Linked DNA regions of Zea mays: region 2 is linked to region 1. The links are chromatin contacts, called in public Hi-C maps. All regions are on one chromosome and are shown on one strand. Each heading gives the region's core, a stretch centred on a gene start, on an enhancer-like site or on the middle of the called end of the contact. The rest is flanking DNA. Distances are from core to core; before and after follow the strand shown. Region 1 holds the start of LOC103643706 (F-box/LRR-repeat protein At3g48880). Region 2 holds the start of LOC100285436 (synaptic vesicle 2-related protein).

Region 1 (3,316 bases), core at 535-3,034:
GTATTAATTGGATTGACTATTCGGTAGCCCCACCGATCAAAATCGGATTGGTCTGTACCGGGCGCCGGCCTGTTTCGACCGCCGTTGAACCGAGCATTAGATGTTTGAGATGACAGATTTCAGGTCTACTCCATTTTTGCAAATGTGAAACGGTGAAGAAGACACACACAAAGTATCACATCAGGCCTATATATAAAAAGGAAAAAAAAGACATCAGGCGAGCCCATATATATGCATCCAGGCGTCAACACAAAAAATGCGTCCAAAAAAAAGACCCCGCTCACTTTAAAAGTCGTGTGCAACCCATGAATTGGTACTTCTAAGGGCTGGTCGGTTTGTAGAGACAGTCCCTTGCTCGGTTTCTGGAGATAGTACCTTTATTTTATTTTATTTTAATCTCTAAATTAATAAATATGAAAGGTAAAGTTTTATTTTAGTTTTCGTATTTAACATTTTAGAGACTAAAATTAAATAAAATAATAGACTAAAAATTATTTTTAGAAACCAAACGCCTCTAAATACAATAATAATAGTATAATTCCCCTGCTCATACAATAGAATGAAATCCAAACTGCATTAATTATGTTGTGTACTTATGTGTGGGCTCTGTCACTTAGCAGCCGCGCCGCGACCGCGAGCACCAGCGACAGAGATCACATCACGTCAACGTAGGACGAGTCGCAGAAACCGCCACCGCCGGGGAACTCGTCGTCTAGTTCGTCCACCAGCTTCGACCCTCCGACGTCGAACCGCAGGATCCTGGCCCCGTGCCTGAGCACCTCCTCGTCCTCGTCGTCGAAGCCAACGCAGCTGCGCGCGCTGAACTCCCGCAGGTCCCTGCAGGCGGCGAGGATGGCGAGAAGCTGCTCCTTGGGCAGGTAGGAGCGGTCGACGCAGAGGGAGCGGAGCCTGGGCAGGGAGCGCGCCAGCGCCGCGGCGTCCTCGCGCTTGAAGGCCCCCGAGGTCTTGAGGCTGGCGAAGGCCGGGCAGTGCAGCGCGACCTGCGCGGCGAGCGCCGGGAAGGAGGAGGACGACGGCTTTGTCTCCAGCTCCAGATGCTCCAGCAGCGGCCACCGCGGGACGAGGTCCGGCAGGCGCGCCTCGTCGCCGACCGTCAGGTGCGGGAGCGCCAGGCGCCGCAACCTGGGGCACCTGCTCGACGCCGAAGCATGTGAGACGCGTGCTCGTGCGAGGTGGCAGCAACAGCAAGAGCAACCATACAGAGGCGAGGCGTGCGCAGCAGGCAGACAGAGGCACTAACCGGAGCGAAATGTGGTCGATCTCGTGCGCCGGCTCGGCGAGGAGCGGCGGGAGCGCGACGTCCTCGGCGGAGCCGCGCGCGCGCCACACGCAGATCCTGAGGAAGCCCGCGAGCGAGAAGCCGCGCACGGCGTAGCGGCGCGCGAAGGCGGCGGCGAGCGCGCCCCAGGGCATGAAGCGCGCGACGTGGTCCCGGCGCAGGTCGAGGGCGCGCCACAGGGACGGTTCGGCGGCGGCCCGGCGCCAGCCCCGGCACACGAGCGGGGCCGCCGCCGCCAGGTCCTCCAGGTCGAGGCGCCCGAACACGTGAACCAGGCAGTCCGTGTCCATGTCCGCCCACGGCGCCGCGCTGGGGCCCTGGACGGACGCGGCCGACGCCGTCTCCATGGCTTGTAGTTCTTGGCGGCGAGCGATCGAGCTCGAGGAGTCGATGGGCGGCTTTACAATGCGAATGGTAAGACTTAAGAGAGAGAGAGAGAGAGAAGAATGACAGATATATAGAGGCAGCCGCCCCCGCCTTTACAAAGCTGCCGTGGTCGGACCGGTCTCGCGAGCCATTCTATATATATATATATCTCTCTCTCTTGTTTTTCGTTTTCTCCCCCTCTTTTCGTCCATTATCAAATACGATACGCATACGCCGTAGGCATGACATGAACAATACAGTGCTCACGCTAGGGCCTGCATAAATTGCATAATTAAGCCCATGCGTCATATTCGTATACGTAAGATACTAGCGAAATACGGCTCGTTGTGTACGTTTTTGTACAATTGTACTAGTTTTTTTTGAAAGGGTTTTCCTACTAGTTGAAATGGAGAGACGGCCGTTCTACTATCTTTTACTGAATGGGTCGTTAACAGCGACGCGCCCTGTACTACTGTGTCCGTGTGCTATGCATCTTGGCCATTTGACCATTGACCATGCATGCAACTTGGCCGGCCGGGCACGCACACGCACGACACGACTGGCCTGCTCCTTCTGGCTGCTGGCCTGCTGCCCAATGTGCAGTGCACACAGTGCGACGCGGTTTTCGCTTTTGCAGCATTCACTGCTGGGGACGCTCCACGTGCTTAAAAACTAAAGCCTCCGTTTTAAATTACAAGCTACTATAATTTTATCAAAATATCTCGGGTTTAGTCAAAAATTTAAAACAAATAATAGAACTATAGAATATTAAACAAGAATGCTGTAAAATAATCAATATAAAATATAAGGTACTTATTTAATATTATAAGTGTTATTATTATATAAGATTAATTGCATTTAAAATATTTTCACTCTATAAAATAAAATCGAATGAAGGGTGTATATGTGTCCCGGGACCGAGGCATGTCAGGATAAAAACAGAAATATATAAAGGGCACATGCGGCCCTGCTTAGGTCTAGTCAAAACTTTAGGATTGATTTGGTGACCAGAGAATTAAAGTTAATCTATAGAGATGAAACCTTTCTCTATTTAAAATTGAAGAGCAGGAGATTTCCTTCCTTATGGATCCCTTCCAATTCCCTAATCACCAAAACAACTCTCAAAAATAAAAATTAGTCACTACTCCATCCGTCTCAAAATAAAATTGGTTTTAACTCTTAATTTTTATGTCTATATTCAATATTTTATTTTAGGACAGGTGGAGTATTATACCAATTTATAATTTGTTGACTTTTATGTATCAAGTTTAGTCGGCTTGTCTTATTCAACGTTTTTGCAAAAAAAAAATGCAAAGCTATGCTTAAAGTACATTATATACTAAACAGTATCACAATAAAAATTAATAAAAATTATGATTTTTTGAATAAAATGAGCCGATCAAACTTTGTGTAAAAAATCAAACGAATTGTAAATTGGAACAGAGAAAGTAATATTTAGTTTAGTCAACTAAAGTTTTATTATATACTCACTCTGTCCCAAAATAGTCTTGGTTCCATGTATATATTCAAATAAATGATAATGAATCTGAACAAATATAAAACACATACGTCAAGTATTGTATAAATACATTAACACCCCAAAACGAATTTTAATTTGGAGGGAGTATGTGTTGTTTGCAGCTCCATGGA
Region 2 (3,316 bases), core at 358-2,857, 160 kb before region 1:
ATTGGTTATTTGGACGTAGGTGTGATTAGATCCAATATCTTCAGACTAGTGAGAAATGAAATCAGTTTCCTGTGAATCCTAAAGGACTTGAAATTATTCCTGCCTGCCTTAAGAAGCCAAGGCCTGTAAATTGAAACATAAAGAGTTTGCTGGAGCAGATCCTTACTTTCTTCCGTATCTGTCGGAAATAAAGCCCCAAGCACAAGCTCCGATTAGCATGCCAGCAAACACAACACTGGATAGCAGACTCTCGTCTTGGGGAGAGACATTCCACTCTTCCCGCACCACTGGTCCAAGGAATGACAATAGCATGACCTCCATGGCTTCTGCAACCCAGCCCATTCCTGCATATGCAAGGACAAGTGCTTGGAACTTTCCAAACCCCATGAGCGTAAGAGCGTCATCAGTAGTGTATGTTTCCATATGAGCAGCACCTGCAGATTCTGCAAAGCAAAAGGTGTCTCTAAGAAATTCCAAGCATAAACTTGTGGTGAACCAACAATCAGAGATTTTGAGATTGCACGTATTTGCTTTTATAGTGTTTGTCAATACCATATACAAAACGAATCCATTTTTAGGGAACATACTGGACTCACCACTGAACCAGTGTGTGTAGCACCGTGATCTGACAACGCTTATTTGATGAGTAGAATGAGTATCAGTGTCTATCTGATCCAAGTTTCAGAATCAACCATTGCAGTGCATTGACATTTTCTCTTTTTTTTCCTTTTTTTCTTTTGCGAGAAGATCTTTATTTTTCTGGAGTAAAAGAGGATGCCGATCGCCACTGCACAGTGAAGGAGGTCAATGTTCAGAAACAGAAGGCAAGTGTAATCCACCCAGCAAATTAAGGGAGCCATGCTTTATTGACAGAAGCTGAGAGCACAAAGGAAGCATAACTACAGAAGATGGGCAGCATAGTAACGATAGCGGAGACGAACTGCCATATTTCGGCATAGTATATTCCTTGTGGCTAGAGAGATCGTACGGTATATTGGCTGAAGATGCGCAGGAGCGTCGACTTTGAGTGGCAGCTGATTGGGTACATCTTCTTGACACTGGTTTCTCAACTCAGACTAAAGAAACGCCACGAGTAAATACGCGGAGCTACAGGTCCATGGTTTTGCCATAGACCATAGTTCAGGGCCGAATTTCAGAGCGTGCATACAGATACAGTGAGAGCACTGCCGCTTAAGTCGAGCAGTACATGTATGCCTAGCCTAGTGTGTGCGCCCGCCGCACTCTCGCAGGAGGAGACCGCCACCGGTATTCGGCTACGGCAGGCCTGGAGCGGGGTGGAGGAGGACAGACGAAGGAAACGAAGGAATCAGTAAGAGGCGAGGGCAAGGGAGGAGTGGAGGGAAACGAAGCGAACCCAGGCTGGCGGGCGAGCTGAGCAGCGGATGCGGGCGACGCCGGTGACTCAGGACCGGCACTTCGAACGGAGGAGCGGTCGGTCCCTCTCCGCCCCGGCTGGCCGGTGGGCGCAGAGCGGCTTAGGTCGCGCCGCTCGCTGTTTGTTGGGAGGCGGTAAGACGAACGAGTAACGAGCGAGCCGCCTAGAGAGCAGATCAGCGTAGCACTTCTGGTGAGATGTTCAGTTTCGTTTGAAGTAGTGGGCGCTCCGGTCTTGGTGGTATTTTTATTTTTAAAACTATTTCTAAAAATAATATTAGGAATTTACTTAGAAAAAATATGTTTGAGCGCAGAAATCCTTCTAGCATGACTAACTATGTTGCCGTTTTTTTAATTTGATGATCCAAATGACACAGCGTGCTAAATTGGAGAACTACCGCTGCATTTTACGCTATCAAAAATATCGACTAGAACATGTTAAGCTAATCATCACCACCATTGTAAAGTAACGCAGTGTCCTCATTCCAACCCTCTACGATAATCTTATTCATGTGGATAGGCTCACCTTTCTATGTCCTATCTTATTTTTGTGTGAAGTATTTGGTCTCCAATTTACAGTGGCTTGAGAATTCAAGCATCCTTCTTTGCTCGCTCTTCTTCTCCTGCAAGATCGATGAGTTCGCAAAGTCTAGAAGTGTCCTCTTTATCTTCACCACTTTCATGGACCTCCGTAATATGAGATAATACACAAAGAGCCATTTTTACTTTATGCTCCTATGTCTTTCTTCTTTCAAACCTGACATGTGCTACCTTACTAGCGTGCTCATTGCATATATTGTTCTTTTCCTACAAAGAGAAATACGATAAATTAGCCACCTACATTAAAATAAAAACAAGGTATCAAAATAATTACATAATCCAAGGCAATCCAAGCACTCATTGTGCAAACCAGCAACAAGGTCATTCATGAGTTGCAATTGAATTTTGTCTCATTTGCCCTCTCCTCCTCTGCTTTCTACCTGGCATTCCATGGCCCTTGCATCTCTCAAACATACCACCCATTTGTACTTAGATATATCAAATTAAATAGATCTTGTTTCTATGCTTGGCGACGTAACTTATCTTTTTGGATTCTAACAAATTTGTTGACACACTGAGATCCATATTTTGATTTTTGTTGCATTACTTGCTTCTATCGAATTGTATCCTCACATTCATGTCTAAATTTGGAATCCTTTTAGTTTCATTTTCTAGTGCTCCATTGACAAAAGGTCATTATATGCCAAATGTTCAATTTTAAGTATTTAAAAATGTCCCACCAACCTCATCGTAATCAACCATATGGTCGCATCGATTGTCTATTCTAAGCTCCAAAGGAACTAGGGCGTAGCGTGCTTCAATTCCACATTTTTAGAGGATTGGGAGGGCTATGATATGTTTCTTTTCTTTCTCATTTTCTTTGGCTCTGACCAATAAGACTTAGGTATATGCATCCACTCAATAAAATGACACTTTCAATATTCATGGTGCAGACGAGGACATTATTAATTCTAGGGGTAAATACAAGGATCAAGATAAACAAAGATAAGGACAACTACATCTCCATAATCACGTAGAGGAGGGTTCTCAATGTGTTCATTGGTAGCTTTGATCTTCTCTTCGTTCATCATTGATGGGAAATTATATGGACGTGAAACCCACCGCTTGAAGCACTCGAGTGGTCGTCTTTCTCTGCACTAGCCATTGAAAAGTAAGTACCTTGCATCCAACTTTTCAAGACCATCCATGCTCTACAAAAAGGCACCTCTCATGGTCCTAAATAGGTCGATGACATCAACTTATCAGTAATTTAATAACATATATCAAGAAAAAACTAAATAAAATAAGTAATTTAATAACATATATAAACAAAAACTAAATAAAATAATTACTTACATTAAAACGACGACATATGTAGAAC

Evidence for each region. A called contact is a pair of places that touch in the nucleus more often than the background predicts.
Region 2: a Hi-C map of ear shows a contact between it and region 1, with 1.6 times the contacts expected there. The contact joins the promoter of LOC100285436 here to the promoter of LOC103643706 in region 1. A contact is called at or near these places in 2 of 25 Hi-C or Micro-C datasets (ear and leaf).

What each region holds. Positions count from the first base shown.
Region 1 is chr1:258,836,174-258,839,489 of Zm-B73-REFERENCE-NAM-5.0, reverse strand. LOC103643706 (F-box/LRR-repeat protein At3g48880) reads right to left here and starts at 1,784. Exons shown (of 2, transcript XM_008666878.3): 1 at 1,262-1,784; 2 at 174-1,152. The coding sequence starts at 1,647. The coding sequence ends at 654.
Region 2 is chr1:258,998,208-259,001,523 of Zm-B73-REFERENCE-NAM-5.0, reverse strand. It overlaps LOC100285436 (synaptic vesicle 2-related protein), which reads right to left and starts at 1,607. Exons shown (of 7, transcript NM_001158329.2): 1 at 1,376-1,607; 2 at 597-787; 3 at 167-443. The coding sequence starts at 423. LOC109943771 (a long non-coding RNA gene) reads right to left here. Exons shown (of 2, transcript XR_002266851.2): 1 at 3,292-3,316; 2 at 2,954-3,171.